Linked DNA regions of Mus musculus: region 2 is linked to region 1. The links are chromatin contacts, called in public Hi-C maps. All regions are on one chromosome and are shown on one strand. Each heading gives the region's core, a stretch centred on a gene start, on an enhancer-like site or on the middle of the called end of the contact. The rest is flanking DNA. Distances are from core to core; before and after follow the strand shown. Region 1 holds the start of Txlnb (taxilin beta). Region 2 overlaps Txlnb (taxilin beta).

Region 1 (6,221 bases), core at 2,912-5,411:
CTGAGACAGAAGGCCCCAAGTCTTGAATACTAGAGACTTACGATGCAACAGAATTCTGAGACAGGACACACTGAAGTTTTCAAGCAGAAAACAGTACTTTTTTCATGCCAGCACTGGTGAAGTCGGCTCATGTCTAAAGGCTGAGCTCCAAGTCCAGCTGTTTCATTAGTTCCCTCTTATCTCCCTTACATGGTAAGGTATGTTGTGATTGTGTGGTCTGTATTACAGAGTTGCGACAGAATCACACATGCACACCTAGACACTGGTCGTGCTATGCTGTCTTCCCTTTGGACTGGGAGAGCCCTCTCCTCAATGATTTCAAGCTGTCTGAGCCAGAAGGTTATTGTTCTAACTACTCAAGGTGAAATGCCAGTTGCTCTTAAAGCACCAACACAGCACGTGTGACATCTCCTAAATTTTGGTGTTGGCAGTCTCAGCTCCTTACCATCAGAAGTTGTTTCTAACTCTTCCAGGAACTGTGTCTCACAATCCTTATAATCTTGGCTCCTGCCTCTGGCTCTTCAGAGTCTCTTTTCCTTTGTCTTCCATAGTCTTGGCTTCCCTGCTGTCCCCCAGTACCCTCAATATCCTTAATCTCTTACAGATTCTGTCCTTGGTAGTGCTCTGACCTCTTTCAGCTGACTCTTATAGATATAGCTTGGAGCCTTGGGTATCAGGGCTCATCGCTCTGGAATTCTTGGCAGCCTCCATCCATACCAGCATAGCTAAAGCCACAGTTAGAATACCTGAGGACTTGACATTCCTAACCATCCCAACCTATCCTACTTGTGATAAAAATCCCAATCAGCCAAAGACACCACTCAAGAGAAGACTTTATTAGAGCCAAATGTTGTAATACCAGGGAACAGAGCATGGTGGAAGTTACGCAGACTCACCTGAAAAGAGTAGTCTGTTTAAGCAGCCAGAAGAGGGGCCCAGATGCACATGTTCAGTCTGATTCCACCACTCCTAGTTCCACATATGCAGCTCCGGATTCCACCTGACTCAAGCCCTACACAAAGACCAATGATCGGTTCCCCGTCCACCAGTCACTGGACTTTTTTTTTTTTTTCTGAGTCACAGCAGGAGGAGATGCTGAGCTCACCAAGGTTTGTCTAGCCTTGTTATCTAGAGTCTTCCAAATCTTAGACAGATTGTGTGGGAAGAGGTCCCGGCTGGAGCATGGTCTCCCAAAGCAGACCTTGTTGGCGTCAGTTCCAATCCTGATCACAATTGTTAGTGAAGCTGAAGTTATGTGATTCCTGGAGGGCCAGAGAAGTTTGTTTGTTTGTTTTGTTTTGTTTTGTTTTGTTTTGTTTTGTTTTGTGTTTAAGAGTTGAGATGCCTCTTACTCCACACAGCCACGTTAAGGTAGAGAATATGTCAGCTGTCAATCAGTCAAGCAGCTGACTGAACCACACCTGACATTTAAAATATCATAGGATGTTTACAACAACAGCAACAAAAACCCTAGGGAACTAGCATTAATGGTGTTTAGCAACACACAACTCCTATGCAAATATCTTTAGAGAGAGTTGGGTCATTCTGTGATTCAGTTTTGTGGAATTTTAAAGTGATACATATATGAAAATGTATATTTTATAATAACTCTAAGAAAGGTTAGCCAGGTGGTGGTGGCACACGCCTTTAATCCCAGCACTTGAGAGGCAGAGGCAGGCAGGTCTCTCTGAGTTGCAGGCTAGTCTTGTCTAAAAAGTGGGCACTCACTTTGAAACTTACAGAGAAACCCTATGGAGTGGCAGGGAGAAAAGAAAGGGACAGGTATAAGAAAGCTATGCCTGTTTTCATGTTAGTACATATTGTATGTATATATACACACAATAACATAATAAGACAGTCCTGTCATTAGATTTCCTCTTCCATTAGTTTCAATGGAAACTATTTTGTTAAAAGGGCCTGCACCTCAAAGTGGGACTTTTCATGGACCCCACCCCCAGCTGTATAAATAATGACATGGAGTCAATAATATTTTAATGCCTCAGCTTGGCAGTCTCCCAACGACTCTAGCTGACTAATTCTGGCCTACATCTTGTCACATGGCCAGGTCTACCTCTCTGCTCCGGCCTGAATCATCCCTTCTGTGATCCCTGATGAACCTCCTGCATTTGATTGCTTCTCCCGAAGTTCCTATCTCTGCCTGGAAGTGCCGCCTCCTAGTCCCTGCTCAGCTATTGGCCATCAGTTTTTTATTACATCCAATAGGCAAGGAAGGAAGGATGAATGTTTGCAAAAATATGAGGCTGGCGATGGGCCACGGAAACAACAATACCAAGATGCGACGAGTACTTAGCTCTCTGCAGGTACCCGTTAAACAATTGATGACACAGAAACATACCTTCACAAAATGTACCCTAACAGTACCTTATTTAAAATTGTTTAGAACTGATCTGCACTTGGAGATCTGATTGAGTTGATTGCTCCAATCCAGGATGTGCTGTCTTCTGATTTGTGGTGTTAACCGAATATTCACGATGTGAGGATTAAGGAGAGAATATTATTTTCTTTCACCAGTTTCATTGTGTTTGCCATGAAAGGCCCGAAATTAACCTGTAAACCCCAGTTGCCCAAGGACCAGGTAACTTCCGGGAATGCTGGGAGTTGTAGTTCTCAGAAAATAACAAAGCCTCATAGGAAACTATGATGGCCTATAGGTCATCCTTATAAATCCCTGCTACACAGGCTCAAGGCCATTCCAGCTGAGAAACTCCAGGGAATGGTCCTGATTAAAGTCGAGGATTTGGTGGTCAGTATTTAATATTTAATAAAGCTAGCTTTAATTTGCCCGGAGCTGGTGGACTTGGGGTTTTTTCTCTGGCAAATCCCAGGATTAACAGTCACTGCAGTGTCTCTGTCAGAGTTTCTCCTTCTCAGGCTGCTTCTTCCCATCATGCCTTTCCTGCACCCCTTTTCAGCCCTTTCTGTGATTGTGACTTACAGCACCCCGAGCTCAGGAAGTAGGGAAGCACTTGGGAGTGGGGTGCACGTTAGCTTCCGTTTCATTCCCTTTAACAATCTGACACTGAGGTAGAGGCTTTTTAAAAAACGTGAACTTACTCCTTTACAGTGCTGGAGGTCAAAGTCCAAAATGAGTTCCATGGGGTCTGAGGTGAAGCTGTTGGTGTGGCTGCATCCCTCTGGAGGCTTGAGAGAAGAGTGTTTTGTTGCCTTCCCAGCTTCTAAGGCTTCTTATGCTCCTCGACGCAGGACCTTACTCCATGACACACCCCACTTAGATCGACAGATCTGATCTGATTCTCAGCCTGCTTGCCTCATTTATAAGGACTCTGTGATTAGTGGTCACCCTCAGATCATTCTAGATGACTCTCCACCCCACAATCCTTGACCACATCTGCAAGTCCCCTCTACACGTAAAGTGCCAGATTCAAGGGCTGGATGTCTTTGGGGTGACTAAATTCTCAGAGATGCTGTGCCAAGACTAAATCTGTTTTGGTAAAACATGGAAATACATTCCCCAGAAAGCTTAAGGCACCCATGAATGGCTATGAGTTAGGAGGAAGCTAACAAGCTAATCCTTGTTTCTTTTACACAGGATATTAAGCCGTTCCTCTGACTGTCCTGGAAGTCACCATATTGACCAGGCTGGCCTTGAAGTCACAGAGAGCCACCTACCTCTGCCTCTAGGCCCTAGGAAGGCATTTTTAGGATGAACAAGCTGATGAGATGTCAGCTCTGGACACAGCACACATGCAAAGACTACCTAAACCACAGTTCCAAAAGCCACCTAAATGTGCATTTCAAACTTTGCAAAAACAATAGTAACAACCACAAGAAAGCAGTGTCCTCAGAATTAGTGTCTCTGCCACTTCTCCTGTGCTGTGCCACACCGCATCTTTGGTGGTTCCTAAAAGAAACCTGATACTAACTAATCCAGGGTTGAATCATAAACCCCACGGAGATAAACCAAGAAATAAAAACACTCCTGATGTGTTCCAAAATAACAACAATGTCAGAAAACCGCACCAGGAGGCCATTCATCTGGGTTTGAATTTTAAAGAGGGCTAAACATGGAGAGTCTCACAATTCACCAGCTGCTTTTCTTTCAAAGGATACTCCCCTGGCGACACCTACTGAAGCACAGGCAGACTTCTTTCTTGCTGCGTCACGGGTGTTTCCTTCCCCGCCCCCTCCTTTTGTGGGCGTGTGTGTGTGTGTGTGTGTGTGTGTGTGTGTGTGTGTGTGTGTGTGTGCAGTTTCTCCCTCCTTGTAAGAACTCAGCCCTGCTGCCTGTTCCTGCTGCTGCTGCTGCTGCTGCTGCTGCTCCTCCTCTGACTCTACCACCTCTTTCCTCTCTTTTCTCTTCCTGCTTAGCTCCCTTCCTTCTGGTAAGTATGACAAACACTTCCCCAAGCCCTGAGGGGCAGCCTGTAGCCTGTAGTCTGTAGTGTTCAAAAGTTACAGACGCCAGCAAATGGTAGAAGGGCTTTCCATTGTTCAACTTCACAAGACAGCGGGTGGATCAGGAAGGGATGGTGCGTGTGCGTGTGTGAGCAGCCACAGCTAGCACAGGGGAAACATTCCTCCTTCCCGGAGGGGCACAGAGCCAATAAAGTTTGTAAAAGACAGATTTTAGAGTTTCTTTGTGAGAAGAAACTTTGCTACAAAAAGGACGATTTTAAGGTTCTTTGACTTTGTTTATATTTGGTTTTCCTTCTTGTTAGTTTGTTCTGAGGTGTCTTAAAGAAGTAAATTGTCCTCTAAACAAAATAGGTTACTGTTTTAAAAGAAGGTTGGAGTTTGGAGATACTGCACATCAGTGGAGCATTTGAGGTGCTGAGACTGACACACACACACACACACACACACACACACACACACACACACACATCAACTAATGTGGAACAGGAATTTAAAGAATATCCATAGACCTAAGCTTGAATAGATCACGTGAACATTTTCATGTAGCCTAACCACAGTAAAATGCCCGTGGACTGTTTGAAATAACTGCTTTGAACTTTGATTGACTTCAGATCTCACCCAATGATAATCTCCCCTACACTTAAAAGTTCACATATGGATTCAAACCAGTAAATGGTCACAATTTTTAGTCTGACTGAGAGCCTATTCTCTTGACTTTAGGGATGAAGGGCTAAATGTCAGAACTCATTTTAGAAGAACTTAAAATAACTTCTGGCAGGGCAGCAGGTGACACGTGTCTCTCTGTGTGCTTGGGGGAGGCAGGAGTTATATATAGCAGAGAGCATGGCGAGCGGAGGTCAGGCTCTCGATTGCAGTGGTGGAGACGCAGCCACATTGTGTGATAACCAAGTGATTGAATTAAAAGGAATGACCTTCCTCCTAAGTCCTGGGGGAGCCACAGGTGGGTGGGGACTGTCTCCACACTGTGTCTTCCACTCTCGGGTTGGCAGTCAAGTGTTCAACACCTACTACATTCAAGTGCTTGACACTTGCCCTAAAAATGAGCCAAGGAAGCTATGCAGTTGATAACACAGCATGTTTTTGTTTCCACTGACATGCCAACACAACCGCACGACCCGTGAAGCTAGGGAACGCTGCCATAGTTTTATGCTATTAGTTAGCAGCATAACTATTGCGTTCTATTTGTAAACAAAACGCACCAGAAGTTAAACCCTAAGCCAAATCTCTCCGCCCCTCAGCATGGTAGGAGCAAAGCCCGGAGTCTCTAATGCAATGTGCTGTGTTGTTCCATATTTCCCAGAGGCTCTACTATTATGTGGGTGTTGTTGTTGATGTTGTTGCTGCTGGGAGACAGGATTATATAGCAGAGGCAGGCTAGGGACTCTGTGTAGCTGACAATGACCTTGAACGCCTGACTTGCCTTCCTTTTACAAATAAGAAGTAGACATGCCCCAGCATGCCTGGTTTGAGTCCATATTGCATTTGAATTATTTTTCTAGCTTAAGATATACATTGCTATGTCTTAAAATTCTTACATTTTCCTAGAACTTTTTAAGTTAGAAAATTATCATCTTTTTACTTCAAAGATGAAGTCAGTTTCTAGAGTAAAAGAATGTTATAGAAATTTAAGGAGTTAGTATTATATGTGGGCTGGCGAGATGGCTCAGTGAGCAAAACTGCTTGCTATACAAGCGTAAGGATTAGAGTTCTGATCCTGACAACCATGTGGAAACTTGGATGCAGTCAAATGAGCATGCAATTACAGTGCTGTTAGGGACAGAGGCAGGAGGATAACTGGGGCT
Region 2 (5,966 bases), core at 1,996-4,495, 46 kb after region 1:
CAGAGTACACTGACAAAAAGCAATGAAGTGTTTGCCACTTTCAAGCAGGAAATGGATAAGGTGAGTATTTCCTATCCATGAATACTGACCGTTTTTGTTTTGACAAGCAAGCCTTTGCATGCATTTTTCTCTGGCTAAGATACTCCAGTGCATTTCATAATGCAGGAATGAGACCTTCAGTGGAATTTTGTCTTTTTTTAAAAGTTTCCAGTAAATAGATCTGATCAATGGCCTCAAAATACTAGGATACATTTTCACTAAGACGAACAATATCTTTTTCTTGATAGCTAGCCTAATTTTTCTCTGGTTTAAAAAAAAACATTTAAACCAAAAAATATAACATTAGAGTTGATAGACTCCTTCTCATGCAATACAATTGATGGAGCCCTGCATACGAAGACAGAAGAGTAAGCTCAAATTCTGCGTTTGTAACTATCCACCAAGGACTCCTGGGTCATTTATGTACCTCTCTCAGGTTTTATTTTTCTTATCTATAAACTGATCATTTTCTCATAACTCACAAAACTCTGAAGTTCAAATAAATTAACGCATTAAAAGTTTTGCTGGTCTTTCATAAATAAAAGGTACAAATAATATCAACAGACATAACGTTAACATTTTATTCAGTCCAGTATCTTCCTAGTAGAAAATCAGCATCAACATTCTGCCTCTATGGCAGAGGGTAAGAGGACTTACCCCAGCGGCCCTGAGGACCTGAGCTGAGATCCCTGGAGCCCTGTGAAAGGCTGCATGAGGATGGGGCACATCTGTGCTCTTAGAACTCCTCTGGCGACATGGGAAGAAGTGGTAGAATAGTCTGGGAGCTCCTGGGCCAGTGGCCTAGCATAGGAAGCCCACTGATGGGCTGAAAGGGACCCTGCCTCAAAACAAGGTAGACAAAGACTCCTAAATGTTGTCTTCTGACTTCCATAAGTACAGCACAGCATAGACATGTCCACGTGCACATCTATGCACGTGCACGTGCGTGCACACGCGCACGCACACACACACACACACACACACATGCATATTGTGTTTCTGAACAGGCACTGGCATTAATTATAAGTGTAAGAAGCATCTTTCAAATTATATTTTAGTGAGACAATGTAACTTTTACACTAATATTTGTTAAGTTCGTTTTCTTGGTTCTGAATTGTTATTTTTTGAATTTTATCTCAAAATTGAGACTGGGATATTAAGTCAAGTGTTCTTCATCTGAAATTTGTTTACAGATGCTGGTGAGCCCAAGAATTCCATTGTTGATAAACAACAACAATAAACTGGGATGCATGTTTGTGTAATTCTGAATATAGTCCTATATCTTGTATAAAATTATTAACATTAACCTCTTAAACTTTACAAAGCTACATGTTATTTAAACAAACAAACAAACAAATCTATTCAAGGCCCCGCCCATCTAACTCCTTTTAGAGCAAGAAATGAAAGTCTGGGCTCAGCCTCTGGCCTTGGTGTGCACCTCAGAGAGCTTTGCTCAAGAAACAAGCACATAGGCAGACATGGAGGAGGCCCAGGCCTTTAATCCTGGCACTCAGGAAGCAGAGGCAAGCAGACCTCTGTGGGTTCCAGGACAGCCTGGTCCACATAGCAAGCTCCGGCTGGCCAGGGCTACAGAACGAAACTTTGCCTCAAAATACCTGAAATAAAAAATAAAAAAGAAGCAAGTACCTAGGTGTGGCTCATGAAAGGACATAATAGCTGACTAAGAGTCTTACCCTTCAATTTACACAATAAGAGAAGAGATTCTACAATAAATAATATCCATTAATCTTCTACTCAAAACAGAGTATGAATGTAACCCACATTCGTGCGAGGGCCTGGTGACTAAGAGGCACTATTTTGGTAGAAAATGAGATATCTCTAGCCTGACTCTTTGGTAAATCAACTTAGATATTAACACGTGTTCTTGACCCTCAGTTTTATGATTTATAAAATAGGGATGAAAACGGAGCTTTTCTCGCGGGGCTGTTTCAGAGATGACATGAATGTATAACCATCACCTTCCGTGAGCTCACCCTCACCCTACAAACATGAGCAAAGAAAAGGTGCCAAGCCGCTTTCGTGTGCACACAAATTATCTGCAGCTTAATTCCCAAAAGCAATGTCAGCTCTCTCACGATGATATCCTTCTATTTGATAAAGTAAATTACCTAAATTGCAAGCTTATTTACGAGTCTCAGTAAGGATTCGTTTTTATTATTTTAAATGAAAGAAAAGTCAAGAACAACACAATGTGCTCCTATGTAGCTCCTTCTCCCTGACTTGGCTCCGGTGCAAACAAGTTCGTTCGTCACCAATCCAGAGGACTCGGGAAGAAATCGTTCCTCTTCCTCAGTCTTCGTTGTTGACATTGAACATTTGTTTGCTTCAGCAGCTGGTAACAAGAGATTGCCCTTGGTGTCACGTGTGGAGCTAATTGCTTCCTTAGTGCCTCAGGATTATCACTAAAACACTCTAATTTCTGTAGACAACTAAGAAAATGAAGAAGCTGGAGAAGGACACCGCCACGTGGAAAGCCCGATTTGAGAATTGTAACAAAGCCCTGTTGGACATGATCGAAGAGGTGAGGACGCTCTTCCTTCCCCAACCCTGTCAAAAGTAATCATCAGAACCTAATAGTACAAGTGATTACGTTTGGAAAATAGGCTGAATTTCAAGGGAGACGTAACAGATTAAAATATAAGATCAGGAATAAGATCAAGAGTCACTGAGAAATCTAAGGAGGAGTCAGAGATCTTTGTAAACCTTAGTCACAGAATTGTTAGGTAGAAAACTGACCCCAGAATGGCACTATGCCTGCTGGCCTAGAAAGGTTTTGATGAAGGTCTTACTTGATCTTGAACTTCTACTGTTTGGCACCCAGCAAGTGCACTTAATGCATTGGTTTCACTGTGCTGATAGAAGATGCCAGCACATTTAGGGTATTTTACAGACAGATATGAAGAAATCTTTTTAAAACCTCCTCCAACAGGTATTTGGTAGCTGATGTTCTGCCAGGGCCTACAGGCTTTACAACTCTAAAGGCAAAGGTTTATGAGGTCCAATTTGAGTGGCAGGACCTACAAGTGAAGATCCCTTCATGGTAACAAGTAAAGAGGGTCTTACAGATCCAGGGTAGCCAGGGTGGGAATCAGTAGTGAGATGATTAGGAGCAGTTCTCTGCTCACTCTCACACCACTGTTACCAGAGAAAAGGAGAACTGAACGGTTTAAGCAGCCAACATCATGAACTGGTATGTGGTGCGTTTCTGTGGTTATAATTACCACTTTAGAGATTCATTCCAAGTTGCAACCAGTTCCCAAGATGTATGTATGACTCATCAACACTCATCAGATGGCTGCTGGAATTAGCATATAGCAGTTCTAGCAAGAAGACATATTTCCTAGAATACACAACACCCCGCTGAGAGTGAAGCCCAGGCCATCTTACTTATTTCACAGAAGATGTTGCCTATACCCTCCAGTTTTTAAGGAACAGAAGATTCGTGTAGGTTAAGGTGTTTATTGGAGTAGAAAGAAGTCTTAATAGGTTTATTTCCCAAAGAACAGGCAATAGTAATTAAAAGTCTTTTAGTCTAATAATCAAAACATCAGAAAAACAAAGAGATGTCCCGAAATGTTTGTTCAAACGTAGTAGGCAAATTCTAGTTTTGTTTCTGGACAGCATCGTGAGAAATTCACTGCTCATGTCGTGTGTGTGTGTGTGTGTGTGTGTGTGTGTGTGTGCATTTATGTCACAGAAAGCCCTGCGAGCTAAAGAATACGAGTGTTTCGTGATGAAAATCCAAAGGCTGGAGAACCTGTGTCGTGCTTTACAAGAGGAGAGAAAGGAACTCTACAAGAAAATCAGAGAAGCAAAAATGTCCGAAAAGGAAGACCAGGTTCAGCGCACCTCTGAGGAAGAGCCAGAGCCAAGCGTCTCTGAAAATGAAGAGGTGGACGCAGAGGAAGCCAACAGTTTTCAAAAAGCTGTGGAAAACCTGGCCACAGCTTTTACCATCCTTCATCATCCAGAGTTCACCCCAGACCAACCAACGGAAAGACAGCTGGCAGTGAATGGTCCTCAAAGTGGAAGTGATGTCACCCACCAGCACCCCGAAACAGCCCGTTTAAACCATCCCAGCCTTCCCGCTGATTCAGGGAGTCCTCGGCCCCCTGTAGGTGCTCAGGCTGTGGCGGAGGGCGTCTGTGAGGCCACACCTGCCCCTACAGCCTCCTGTACCCCTGCAGAGGCAGAGCTACAAAGTCAGGGTCTCCCTGCAGAAAATACCCCGGGTCCGAAGCCCCATAAACCAGAGGCAAACACTTCTGGTCAGGCCCCACTGTCCCCAGCCCAGGGCTCCCTATCTGTAGTAGAGGCAAAATATGATATTTCACCATCTCCAGAGAGTGAGGGAGATTCTGCTGTGGTGCCCGGCTGTGAGTCTAGGGAGCAGCCCCCACCAGAAGTCACAGACATCCCCGTAGGCCCTTCCACTGGACTCCCCAGAGAGCCCGATGCTTGTCTGAATGGAGTAGACTAAGCCTTGTTGATTCTTCTGGCTGCTCACCTGACTGCATCTTCCTCACAGAAGAAAGTCTGTGAAAGAAACTTCTAGGACTAGGAAGAGTTAGAGTCAAGACATTTTTAAAGTTGTACAGAACACTTCCAGTCTTTGCTGCTGTTTGCAATTTATAACTAATATGGAAATTCTCTGTGATTTGGCAGCCAAACACATCAATAGCAAATATACATTACTTTCCCATTACATTGGTGCCTTAATCCAGTTTGTTAGCAGTAAGATTTTGTATTTAAGGACTCCCACTATAACAAATAAATACACTGAAATATTACATTTATTTCCACAAATAACCCAATAAGATCTATAATGGATATCCAGGTTCCATTTAAATAGCATAATATACAGTGTACTTATGTGTATACACAATACACATAAATACATTTATGTATACACATACACATGTATTTTCATACGTGCATATAAAGTCATCACACAAGTATATTTTGCTCCTAACAGATTTTTCTCTATTGCAAGATATGCTTGTAAAAATTTTTCTATCTTACTTACACTCTGGACTACAGTAGATTAAAGCTCTATGGATCAGAAATAGCACATGTGCTACAATGCCTGGACACAAAGAGGACCACAAGAGGCTTTTAACAGAAAGGGGAAAAAACACAAACAGGTGCTTCTGATCTTCTCAGCCAACTTCCTCCCAACTTCCCAGCATCACCTCCTGGGTTGAGGCAGCCGCCTCCTGGCTACCTGTGAGAAGGTGGTTGGAAATAGAGAAAGCACCTAAGTAAGATTTGAGAGGTTGAGTATCCTCAGCTTAGAGGTCTCAGCCTCTTTGACTACTGATATCTCAAGAAAACACTTTTTGTTGTCTCTGACATTGTCTTTATCTCAAAGCATCTATTCCTTCCAAATTTCCTCCTTTGCGTCAATGTGTGTGCCTGGCCCACATCTCAATTAATGTTAAGTAAAATGTATTTTTCCAAAACGGAAATACATACGAGCTCTCAATAGGAGTAACAAGGCTTACAAAGCTAACACATTTTCTGCTCTAAGAATTTTTGAACAGGCAGAAGTACAAAATTTTTAAAAGGGGGGGGGGGCCTCCTACTCATAATTCAAAAATAACAGGCAAGGACTCCATAGATGTCAAAAGCAAGAAGCACTTGGGATTACCCAAACAAGTTTTATACTCTCATTGTTCGCAAAAACCTCTAATAACACTGGCAGCATAAAATGCTCTGCCTAGGCTCAAAGAAAACTGTACTAACAGAACAGGGAGAGGTGGGAAGGAGGGAGACAGAAGGTGCATAAAGAGAGGACGGTCTAATCTAACTCTATGTTAAGAAGTTGAACACAGGTAGAAATGTGGATAAAGGAGGATTCTTGAAAACTCATCCAGGAAATCACTCTTCAGTGGTGCACGTGGCTG

The links. A called contact is a pair of places that touch in the nucleus more often than the background predicts.
Region 2: a contact with region 1 is called in a Hi-C map of bone marrow-derived macrophages, with 1.7 times the contacts expected there. The contact joins the enhancer-like site here to the promoter of Txlnb in region 1. A contact is called at or near these places in 2 of 39 promoter capture datasets (3T3-L1-derived adipocytes and macrophages), 1 of 15 datasets of contacts at CTCF or cohesin (the NIH/3T3 cell line), 12 of 484 Hi-C or Micro-C datasets (the N1E-115 cell line, bone marrow-derived macrophages, cardiomyocytes and 6 more), 2 of 115 datasets of contacts at active chromatin or transcription factors (CD8 T cells and heart atrium) and 4 of 9 other capture datasets (adipose tissue, bone marrow-derived macrophages, macrophages and 1 more).

What each region holds. Positions count from the first base shown.
Region 1 is chr10:17,792,058-17,798,278 of GRCm38.p6, forward strand. Txlnb (taxilin beta) reads left to right here and starts at 4,162. Exons shown (of 10, transcript NM_138628.3): 1 at 4,162-4,364. It overlaps Gm20655 (a long non-coding RNA gene), which reads right to left. Exons shown (of 5, transcript XR_871470.3): 2 at 897-6,221.
Region 2 is chr10:17,838,941-17,844,906 of GRCm38.p6, forward strand. It overlaps Txlnb (taxilin beta), which reads left to right. Exons shown (of 10, transcript NM_138628.3): 8 at 1-60; 9 at 2,486-2,581; 10 at 3,758-5,966. The coding sequence ends at 4,540. Among named protein-coding and RNA genes, the nearest start is that of Gm20655, 6.3 kb to the left of the region's middle. Within about 2 kb of position 3,246, at least 22 of the 459 cell types and tissues checked have an H3K27ac peak or open chromatin away from gene starts, as enhancers often do. A contact at or near this core is called in bone marrow-derived macrophages, where this site is marked.